Linked DNA regions of Rattus norvegicus: region 2 is linked to region 1. Evidence: chromatin contacts called from public Hi-C data. All regions are on one chromosome and are shown on one strand. Each heading gives the region's core, a stretch centred on a gene start, on an enhancer-like site or on the middle of the called end of the contact. The rest is flanking DNA. Distances are from core to core; before and after follow the strand shown. Region 1 holds the start of Nuak1 (NUAK family kinase 1). Region 2 overlaps Nuak1 (NUAK family kinase 1).

What was found. A called contact is a pair of places that touch in the nucleus more often than the background predicts.
Region 2: a contact with region 1 is called in a Hi-C map of the A7r5 cell line, with 5 times the contacts expected there. The contact joins the enhancer-like site here to the promoter of Nuak1 in region 1. A contact is called at or near these places in 9 of 12 Hi-C or Micro-C datasets (the A7r5 cell line, the Rat2 cell line, Schwann cells and 5 more).

The regions. Positions count from the first base shown.
Region 1 is chr7:21,215,163-21,220,623 of GRCr8, reverse strand. It overlaps Nuak1 (NUAK family kinase 1), which reads right to left and starts at 2,895. Exons shown (of 7, transcript NM_001106774.1): 1 at 2,500-2,895. The coding sequence starts at 2,742. LOC120093542 (a long non-coding RNA gene) reads left to right here and starts at 3,186. Exons shown (of 2, transcript XR_010053193.1): 1 at 3,186-3,869; 2 at 4,230-5,461.
Region 2 is chr7:21,270,266-21,275,726 of GRCr8, reverse strand. The region is part of intron 4 of Nuak1 (NUAK family kinase 1); the gene reads right to left. Among named protein-coding and RNA genes, the nearest start is that of Nuak1, 55 kb to the right of the region's middle. Within about 2 kb of position 2,411, at least 59 of the 93 cell types and tissues checked have an H3K27ac peak or open chromatin away from gene starts, as enhancers often do. A contact at or near this core is called in the A7r5 cell line, liver and prefrontal cortex, where this site is marked.

The sequences.
Region 1 (5,461 bases), core at 1,646-4,145:
CTTGTTTTGGTCTTGCTCCTATTATCTTCTATTCAGCCAGACGTGGGGAATTTTCCACCTGACAATTTTCATTCTTCACTTGAGCTTGTCTGCCATCTGTGAACAGTGCATTCATCAGAGGAGGGTGTAGGCCCCAGGAGGACTCCTTCCCCCTTCCCGCCCCCACGCCCCGCCCCCAGACCTCAGGTTCCTATCTGTTAAAAGCAAGGCGTTCAGTAGAGGGTCTTGCTAACATTCTCGACTTAGCTCTCAAGTAGAAAACAAACCCATGGAGAAGCGAAGCCGTTTGGTAACTCTCAGTTCCTGGGCCTGAATTCTACTGCCAGCTCCAAAATCTTTACATAATTTTTGAATAAAACGAGAGGTTTTTGCTGAAATTAATAGCACAATGGGAGGTTGAGCCAGACAGTACCAGCTGACTGGTCTTGCAGAAGAGAAATGAGCCTCCGTCGTTCTCTCGGCGCCCCCTAGTGGCCGTGAGGCTAAATCCTGGCGGAATGTTTCCAGACACCCACCAAAAGAGGAAGGCAGGCGCCTGCCTATGAATGCTAGTCTAACCCAGCCTGTGGATCAGACATGTAGAAGAACGCCTGACTGGAAGCCACAATGGAGCTCAGCGGGCAAGCATATGCCCCCAAAGACTCAAAGCCCCGGTCAGTGGACTCACGAGCGCTTAGGTGTGAGGGTCCCCACTACGGATTCCAGAACCGCCCTCCTCCGCACTCGACCCCTCACATTCTTGCATCTTCAACCTGCACCTCAGACTGCGTCTGTTTTTCATTATCCCGCTTTCCAACTTCCCAGCGCGATTCTTCAGCCGCTATTAAGGCAATAAGGGAGAGGAGCTACACTAAGTTTTTGCTTATTCAACAGCCAGCCTGGGGAATATCACCTCGGAAGGAAAACGTGAATGAAGCGTGCTTCTCAGACTCTTCCATCATCAGAGAATACCTTTGCAACCACACACACACACACACACACACACACACACACACACACACACACACACACACACACAGAATTCTCAGCCTCTAAAGCAAAGGGCACCTGCGCGCCGTTGCTCCACAACTTGCCATAGAATTCATGTATGACAGAGCACTTGATATTAAGAACACAAACCCCGGGGCTGGGATTTAGCTCAGTGGTAGAGCGCTTACCTAGGAAGCGCAAGGCCCTGGGTTCGGTCCCCAGCTCCGAAAAAAAGAACCAAAAAAAAAAAAAAAAAAAAAAACACAAATCCCTCTCTCCAACACCTTGATAGCAGACTTTTTTAAAATGATAAAGCACATCAACCTGGACCATAAGTCTGAGAAAGGGAGGGGGGTTTATACAGCTGGTCACATATTTGAGATTACAAGAGCAAACCTTGCTGGCTGCAATCAGTTTCCACAGAACCATCTCTATACAAATATAAAATCAGACCAATGTGCTGACAGTTCGCTGTGCCCTTCCCTGTAGCCACTGGTTAGGTTTATAAGCAACAGCATCGTCCCCCGCCCCCAACCGTACCCCTAAAACTGCACACGAGAAGCGTCACAGTTTTTGACTTTGGCCCTAAATCGATTAAAGTACATCTGATAGGCTTTAAATCAAAGAACCACGTTCATTTCTGCCACACGCCACACAAAACTCTTTTCTGCAAAAGTCAGTCACTTTGAACCCAACTCTAGCCACAAGCAGTGTAGATTTCAAGGGCCTGATCTGCAGAGGGGGAAGGAAAAAGGACAACAGTCCAAAGTTGGGACAATACTGAGCCCCCGAGGCACCCCAGCAGAACTTCAGCTGTTGGGGGAGGGGGGCTCGCCAGACCCCTTGAACAATTTAGTGGTCCTGCAGCCAGGACCTGGTAAGGCAAGGGAGCCTGCTGCAAACCAGCTGTGTGTCTGAATGGCCACCCCTACCCTGGATATGTCATGCTTGCCAGAGGCCGGAATGCAAACTGTCAGAAAACCTCAGACATTCAGTAGTGCCATTTAGGTTTGATAGGCAGGAAGAGTCTGTCGTCTTTTGCAGCAAGAGCAGCATCGGGGTAATCAAGCATACCAGTGAAAAGACGCGGAGAAGTGGGACTGTGGGTGGATGGGAAAGAAGCGAGGGTCCGGAGCAACTACAGGACACAAGGCTTGAGAGTCCAGCTTCACCGCTGACGATACAAATAAGGAACTCCCGGGCAAGGTCTGAAGGTGTGTCTTTGGGGAAGACCCCTAAAGTTGCGAAATGTTGGTGAATCCTAATCACTACTTTGCTAGCTGGGATTAGAAAGGGGGGAGGGGGAGAAGCCCCCAAAATAAGTGCAGACAGGATGTAACAAGTGTTTTCCGAGATATACACCTGAGTCACGGGGTGCTGAAAGGAGCGTGAAGAGTCTGACTAGGGGACTCCTGCCAAGGCACCCCTTGGTGGAGAGATCCCCGGTGATGTGGTGTCCACAGACCGTCTCCCCCCTCTTGGTCCACCACGGAACTAGCCCGATCCCCTCCAGGGATTTCCCTTACTCACCACTCGGCCTGAAAACCTCTCCGTGGCTCTCTTGACTTTGCCGTAGGTACCTTTGCCCAGGGTCTCTTGCAGCTCATAGCGATGCTTCAAGTTGTGTTTGTGGTGATGTCGCTTCACCCCGTGCGGCTTCCTGGGTTCCACTGGAGCAGCAGTCGCCCCGGCCACTACCTCCCGCGGAGAGCCGGGCAAACCCGTCTCCACAGCAGGGCCATCCCCTGCCGCGGACACTGCCGCCCCTTCCATGACCAAGCGCCAGGCAAGCCGAGCTGGAGAGGGCTGGACCCGGCACGGGGGCTCGGGGTGGTCCCTGCCGAGGGAAACCGGGGTGCGTTCAAGGTCGCCCCCGCAGCAGCATTGCTGAGACGACCCGACCTGGCTCTGGCTGCCGCCGGGGCACTAGCGGCGGCGGCGACTGCACATCTGGAGTCCCGGGCGCGCACGCTCCGCGCACCGCCCCCTGGCCGGCCGCGGCAATCTGCGGAGCGTCCGGCGAGGTGGCAGCGGTGTCGGGGGAGGCGGTAGTGTTGGCGAGAAGGAGGGAAGAGGGTGGCTCCGAGCGCTGGAGGGGAGTGTTATGTGGGGCGCCGCGCCCCCCGCCCCCTCGCCGGGAGAACGCGCAGACGGGGCGGGGCGAGAGGGGAGCGCGGGGCGGGCTCCCGGGTGTCCCCACCTCCGCGCTGGGCCACCGCGCAGGGAGGGGGCGGGGTGCGTGTCGTCGTTCACTCTTTGTGCGGCGCGGCGCAGGCCCGGGCGGCGGCCAAGTCGCTTTGTCCTCGCCGGGTGGGGACGCTAGGTCCCGGGTGGGGTCGAGGTGGAGGGGGGCGGTCGTCAGTGCGCTTGTCCCCTCCCTGAGAGTCCCGCACTCACCCTCCGGAGCTACTGCGGGCGTTCCGCAGCTAGCTTAGGCCTATCGGCCTCGGATAAAGCTCACGGGGCCCTGAGGCCGCAGAGGCGACAACGCACAGAGCCAGGCGCACGCTCTGTGACCAGAGGCTGCAGCCTCCCGGGCCACCCTTCTTAATGTTTGTTCTGGTGTGGCAGAGGCCGCCAGGCCCGCGGGAGCTGGGGGAGGCCGGGGAAAGGAGGCCCAGAGGTGTTGGGTTACCGGCGGTGAGTCACGGTCCGCTCCAGCAGCAGAGGCCCTGCAAGCCCCCAGCTCCGGCACGGTCAGGGCAGCGCCCTCCTGGAGCAACCGCAGGGCCTGGAAAGTCCCCAGGAGGGATGCTTCGGGACCCCCGGCTCTCTCGGGGGGAAAAGGCGGAGTCAGGAACGAAGGGAGGCTCGAAGGAGGAACCCGGCCCTTCGCCAGGGCGCCCATCTCCCGGTAAAGTCCGGGAGTCCGACAGGGACAACCACCGAAAAAACCAGATGTAAGGGCCTGGATGGACCTGGGTGCCCTGAGCTGCCCAGCACCATAGAAAGGCCCCTTTCTGAGGCGGACAAACCATGGCTGGGATAAGCCAGGGCCTAGGCCTACTGAGCTATTCCTTGTCCAAACCAGAGGCCACTTGCTGGCCTCTTGACCCCCTCAGGCGATGGAAATTTTCCTTTGACTAAAAAGGCTAGATCTCACCCCACCAGGTGAAGGTCAGGCAGGAAGGCCTCCCAGCAAGGCTGCCCTGGTTCTCCTAAGATGAAGGGAAGGAAAAATAAGGCGTTGAGGGGGAAAAAAAATAAAGGTATCTTGAGACATTTTTCAAAGTAATTTCACATAAATTACATTGTTCCAGACTAGGATGGGAAGACCTGACAGGAAGAGCGTCTGGTGTATTCCCGCAAGTACTGGAGCTTCCTTCTGCAGCTCTCGGGTTCCTCCCGCCCTCCGAATTCCTTCTGTCTTCACTCCTGTCCACTTATCACCTTACACTGGACTCAGGCAACAGCCTGCCTGCACGAGACCCTTCCCCCAACCCCCCAAGCCCCTGCTGTCAGAGTCGTGGCCTGAAATACACCTCAGTACCCATTATCGGCCCTCACTCCTCTGCTCCGTTCTGGACTTGATAGTGGTCTTATCTCCAAACGTTATTTACTTGTCTTACTGATGCCTGAAACCCCTCTGCCCGTCTCTGCCTACCTTAAAAGCACTCACATAAGACAAAACGCAAAGGTCATGTTTATTCCTATCTGTTCGTTCCACCAGCCTTTTCAGGGACTCCCTGCGCCCCACCCCCACCCCCAATTCCTGAAACTGCACTGCTGTTAAACAGTCTGTAGACATCCGTGCATGTAGATTGAAAGAGAAGTTAGTGACCTGCAACTAATTTGAGTTAGTCAGTCAGTCAGTCAGTCAGTCAGTCAGTCAGTTAGTTAGTTAGTTAGTTAGTTAGTTAGTTAGTGTCCCCGGCCCCCAACTGGATTGGCTGGGTGACTTAACCTCTTAAGAGTTTCATTTGCTCTTCTTAGAATATGCATCTTGGTAGGTCTAATTGGTTTTAATTTTGGTTTGGTTTTCAGGTAAACGGATTGTGTCTACACTAGTCATTAAACTGCCAAGTGTTCTGGTCCCTTCTCTCCCCCAGGATGTGGTAGGAAATGATTACCCCGCTCCCTCCCTCAGGGTCATATCTGGCTGTATAACTTGCCTAGGCTGAAAGATTCCATGCAAGCATGACCTGTGTCTTCCACTCAGGAACTTAGCTACAGAATAAGTCACCATGTCCCCAGTCCTCGTCTTGACAAGCAGTGCAGAGTGGGAGCAAGCTGAGACCCCCTGGAAAGGGGACAGAAGTCCCCAGGAAGGCTGAATTGGAAAGCAATGGGAGCAAATATTCTTCTGATGTCTTCAGCTAGTGAGATGATAGGTGTTTGATAGGGCAGCATAGCCTGTCCAGGCAGGGCTGCTCTTGAGTGCAAGGGGCCTCGTCCCTATCTGTTGGATGGACAGAACTTACCATATGCAGGTGACCATTTTATAACAGCAAATTCTGTTGGCAGAGGTAGCTGCTGTAATTTCTGTGTTCGT
Region 2 (5,461 bases), core at 1,162-3,661, 56 kb before region 1:
CCAAGCCGCTCAACTCGTCTATCTGCACGGTGGTCTCAGAACTCTCCTCTACAAAGTCGTTAAAAGGACGGGAGACTACGAATTACAGGCATCTCCATTAACACCCGGAGGCCATCTCAGACGGGAAAGCCAACCTCTGAGCCAAGGGAAGTGATCTTGACCTAGGTACGAAAGGGGCGTGTCCAGTGTGAGGGGCAGCAATCACAGGGAGGAGGAGAAACCAAGGCAGGTAGAACTTCTGTATGCTAGTTCTAATCCCGCCTCGATCTCTTTCCAGTTCTGAGGCATGCCAGTCAGTCTAGCCTTACTCCTGTCTGGTCCTTGAGCCGACATCATCGGCATCTCAGAAGATCTCAGAGAGCAGAGCCTCAGGCCTGCTGAGCGGTTTCCCTTGTACTACAGCCCTCTTGAGCCTGAGACTATTGCCTGTAAAATGTGGCTGATGGTGACACCATAGTCCACTAGGAAGGGCTGTTGAGAAACCAGATTAACAGGCTCATGGGCAGTGTGAACCCCTGGTCTAGCATGTAGCGTGCCTTCAATAACAGAACTGTGACACTCCTACAACCATGAGTCTCAGTTGCTAGGAAACGGATCCACAACAGTACTGACGGGTGCTCCGAGAACCAAACTCAGTGGGCAAGAACTGTATTGATCACAGCAGCACAGCTACGAGCCAGTCGGAAGGAAGGCAGCAAATAGAACAATAAGCCGTAGGGACGCAACTGGCTTTCATCTTCAGAAGAATTACTTCTCGAGACCAGTAATCACCAATCACCGGGAAGCTCTTAATAGAGGCTGTGGCAAGGGCTACCTTGCAAAGGACGCCAACACACAGCCAGCGCTGCTTAGCTGCACACGCGTCTCCACAGTGACTCGCTCAGCTGGTCACCGCCTACTAGAAGCACTTGGAGATTCTCTCCCAGGGACAGCTGTCTGCAAGTCAACAGCACTCAAGATAAGAGACTGTGAAAGGCTCGTTGGATAACTGTCCCTCAGACAGAAGGCAAATCTTAGGGTTGGCAGTGAAGAATGGCCTAGAGTGGAGTGGGAAGACGTTATAGACAGCCTCATTCCCGAAGAAGTACTTGGTCCCACCCTGGTAAGGGCATTCCAAAGACTAAAGGAGACGATACATGGAAGGTCTGGCCCAGGCTCTGGCTTCCAGCAGGAGTTCAGCAAATGTACTTCCACTCTTCTGTTTCCCTTCCTCTGCAAGCTCATCCTGGGATCTCTCCCCATCAGACCCTTCCCTGGCCTTCAGAACTCTGCCTGTCACCACTTCCCCCTCAAAGGCTTTCTGCTCCAGCTGCCTAGACAGACCCACCCCTTCCTGTTTAGCACGTCCAGATGGCACGGGGGCAGCTGGCCCGCTGAGGGATAAGGAAAACTTTCTGGAGGAAGACCCCCTAAAGGACAGACAGACAAGGGGGAGTGGGCAGGACATTTGGACAGAGGGAGCCGTGTGTTCCAAGGTCAGGAAGGCAGAGAAAGCTCTGTAGATTTGAGGAGTCCAAATGCAATGCAAAGGAACCTTCCTGGACCAAGCTCACCATCCCCACCATCCAGGCTCTATCCCCACCCTAACCAACGTCCTTCACTGAACAAGTGGATTACACAGTCCTTTGTTTATTGGTCTCAGCCCCAAATTCACTGGGGGGAAGGGGGTACACCTTATCTTCTTTGCCTTCTTAACATTTGGTGGCTTGTTATCACTACTAGTAAAATGACCACCAGACTGGGAGCTCCGAGACAAGAGGGACCTGGCCATCAGACTCAGCATTAAATTCCCCAACGCCCAGCACAGGACTACAGACGTAGCATCTGACACTTGGTTAAGTAATTTATGATCAAAGAAATACTAGATATTCAGCTCCTGAAAAGGATGGAAGAATGACTTCGGGCAGCACAGGTAATCTGTGATATAAATAGCCCCACATGTACACATGTGCACGCCGGATGGGTAAATGAACTAGTTAACGGAAGACTACAAAGTTCTCACACTCCAAAGCCCAGAGGTCCGTGATCCCGAGCTTCGCCTGGCTAAGCTGCCAAGATTTCTATCTCATCTTGTCACTGCCATTCATAGCGTCTCTCTTATCCACAGCAGCCATTGTCACAGGGGCAGCGGAACATCTCCCCTCTGTTCCTCTCCCCTGAGCGCTGGGAGCTCAGCAGATTCCCAGCCCTCCGAGAGGAGGTCAGCTGACCCGGGGGCCGCCTGGCCCTCTTCCGGGGAGGCTCTTTTACAGGAGCCTTCTCTGGGAATGGTCAGCATTCCATTCTCCCAGAGGGTGGGAGGTGAAGCTGGCCCGTTTTCATTAATTGCAAATTAATGCTAGGCTGGGTGCTATTTTAGTCCGCCCCGCTTCCACAGAGGACAGAATGCGATCCGAGGCAGCACATCGCACTCATTCCTTCTGCCGTTGGACTGCAGGAATATTTTTAGAAGCCGCACCCTCATGCCGTGGCCAGATAAATAATTCCCGAAACCAGATGTGCACTTTGCAAATCAGCATAAGGCACAGAAGGGAAGAGGAACCGGTCACGCAGCTCACACCAAAACTGCAGCAACATCTACCGCGTTTAAGCCAGAAGCATCTTTAGAGACCCCCACACACACACAGGAGAGGTGGACCCACAACCTGACAACCACTCCTCCTGCTTTTAGGACAGAAGATTGTGCCACTCGCATCCCATTGGTTGGTAGTACCTCAGTACCCACCGTCCCCCTTGGCCAGGCAGTGAAGGCCTTTCATTCACGCAGAGGCCAGCTTGTGGCCATGTGTGTGACTGCTTCTGTCAGCAACCGTCCCTTCTAAATATGCTTCCTCAGAGTGCTGAGTCAGGAAGAGTGGAGCCCATACAGCCGGAAGGCAAATCAACCCCAGCTGAAACACGCTTTTAAAAACCCTTGGATGTGGGTGCAAGAGGATGCAGTCTGCCCTGCCCGGAAGTCAAACACGGGAGTTTTAACCCTGGTTTGGCACTCCTTTGCCCACAAATCAAACAGATCTAAGTGTGCCAGGCACCATGGGGTGCTCTGGGAAAGGAGAGACGGAACAAACTACTGATCTCAGGCCCTTAGACATTATAGGTTGGAAAACGACTCTCTCTCTCTCTCTCTCTCTCTCTCTCTCTCTCTCTCTCTCTCTCGTGTGTGTGTGTGTGTGTGTGTGTGTGTGTGTGTGTGTGTGTTTGTACATGCACATGCATGCCTGTCCCCACCCTGGGAAGTGTCACCAGCAGGAGCAGAGATGCCTAAGAAAAAAGACAAAGAAAAATAAATACATGACCAGCGTTGACTTTTGTAAAGTACTATGCGCCCTACTTGGCTGCAAACACAGAGGATCCCAGGTGGAAAACCTGGTCCCCAGGAGCTGCTGCGGGAAAGTCGCTGCTCTGTTGCATTTCCGAAAGAGCTGTCCTTCCAGGCTACTGCCCCATTGTCCCCTATACAATTCCTCTCTGAATTCTGGCCATTCTTCTGCTCCTTTAGGGAATTCTATGACTCCACAGGAAGCTATGCACCTTATCAGTTCTGGGACTACACCATGGGACCAAGAGGTCATACTGTACCACAGAACCCGATCCCCAGGCAAGAGGCTCACATTCCAGACTTGCAAAGACTACATTTAGTTCTGAGGGCTCCCGGCGACAGGTGGCAGGAAGAATCCGGACAGAGCCTCAGGGAGATCAGTAGATGGTATAAAACCCTTAGAAGGCAAGGGTGCAAATTTACAGCAGGCCCGACCACCACCCCCAGAACCATTTTCCCATGGCTATACATGCACTCCTCCTTCCACTTAGGCAAGATCTTGGGATGAACACAGCTAAGCGCCATCTCCTCTGACTGCATTTTTAGCTATTTTCCCATCTGTTGCCAATGCCTAGAACTGGGGGATTGCCCACACAAACTCTTAGAAAAAGATTAACTGGAGAAAATAAACAAACAGTAGACAGCACTTCTTCCTACTTAACAGGCAAAGCTAAGTTCAATGGGTAAGAAATTTATCCTAAACCCTGACATCGGCAGGAAACAGAGCTGCAGCACAAACCTGGGCTATCCAGCTCCTGAGTCTCTAGTCCTAGACGGGACCCATTTGTAGACAGGTGATTCCAACGGTTTAATTCTGAACACAGAGAATATCTTGTAAAGGCTCTAGAGCACGTCTGTGGCTGTTGCTATTACCTATTGTGCAACGGAAGGAACTGGTGTGTGTGTGTGTGTGTGTGTGTGTGTGTGTGTGTGTGTGTGTGTGTTCAATGTCGAGGAGCTGGGAAGCCCTACAGCCAGCCCATAAGTTGGCTTGACTTTTTGGGTTTTTTTTTCTCTCTCTCTGTCAATACTAGGGCTGAACCAAGAGCTTCCTACATGCTTAGCAAGTATTCTGAACTCTGAAACACAATCCCAATCCATAATTTTTGAACTTGATAGTCAGTGCTCCTTCTAGAATCATCCAGCCACTTGTTAGAAAAGGATTTGAGATTTCACTTCCTGTTCCTAAGGAGAACTGTTTCAACCCATCATTTTCACCAGACTCTACAGACTGGACAGACATATGTAACTGAGGTCAACTCTTCTGTGAGTAGCAGGCCATGGGGATGTGTCTCTCACAGGATACTCATGACTAATGGTTGACAGTCACGTTCTATAAACCCTAAAACAGCTCTATCCTTCCAAGCAAGGATGTGGTCCGTCACACATCCACTGACTGACAGCAACGGGCGCAACAAAAAAGGAAGACGTGAGAATGTTGCTAGGCCTCGTCTAGGGAGCAGGGTCCCATTGGAGGGTTTCGGAAGTGTTGGGAGTCCTGAGGCTTTCATAACGAAACCCGCACAGTAAGCTCCGTTTATTTTGAAATGGTGTTTGCTTATTTTGCGGCCGTGGTCTAAGGGACATTCAGAGTGCACCCAAGAAGGCCCTTGAACCCTGGAGAGCTTCCTCCAGCTCCAGCAGCCTCCAGAAATAAATGCAAACTCCACCCCTCGCCCTTTAAGATTGATTTTTATTTCTAATGATGTGTGTGTGGTATGCGGACCTGTGCACATGTGCGTGCAGGCGTCCTCAGAGGCCAGAAGAGGGTGTAGGGTCCCCTGGAGCTAGAGTTATGGGTGTTCGTGAGCAGCCCAACATGGACACTATGAACTAAACTCGGGTTCTCTAGAAGAGCGGCAAACGGTCTTAATCGCTGGGCCATCTCTCCAGGTCCCAATTCAACCTTTCTGAACGACCATTCTTTTTATCCAGCTCTCAATTCCAGAGCTGGTTCAAGTGTGAGACGGTGAGGAGGGAGAAACAGAGATGTGGGGTGGGAAGTCACGGCGGCACAGTGGCTAGGGAAAGGCTTCTAAGTTGGGTGTGAATTGTTTGTAGGGAAAGGCTTCTATGTTGGGTATGAATTATTTGTAGGGAAAGGCTTCTAAGTTGGGTGTGAATTGTTTGCCCATAGTCACA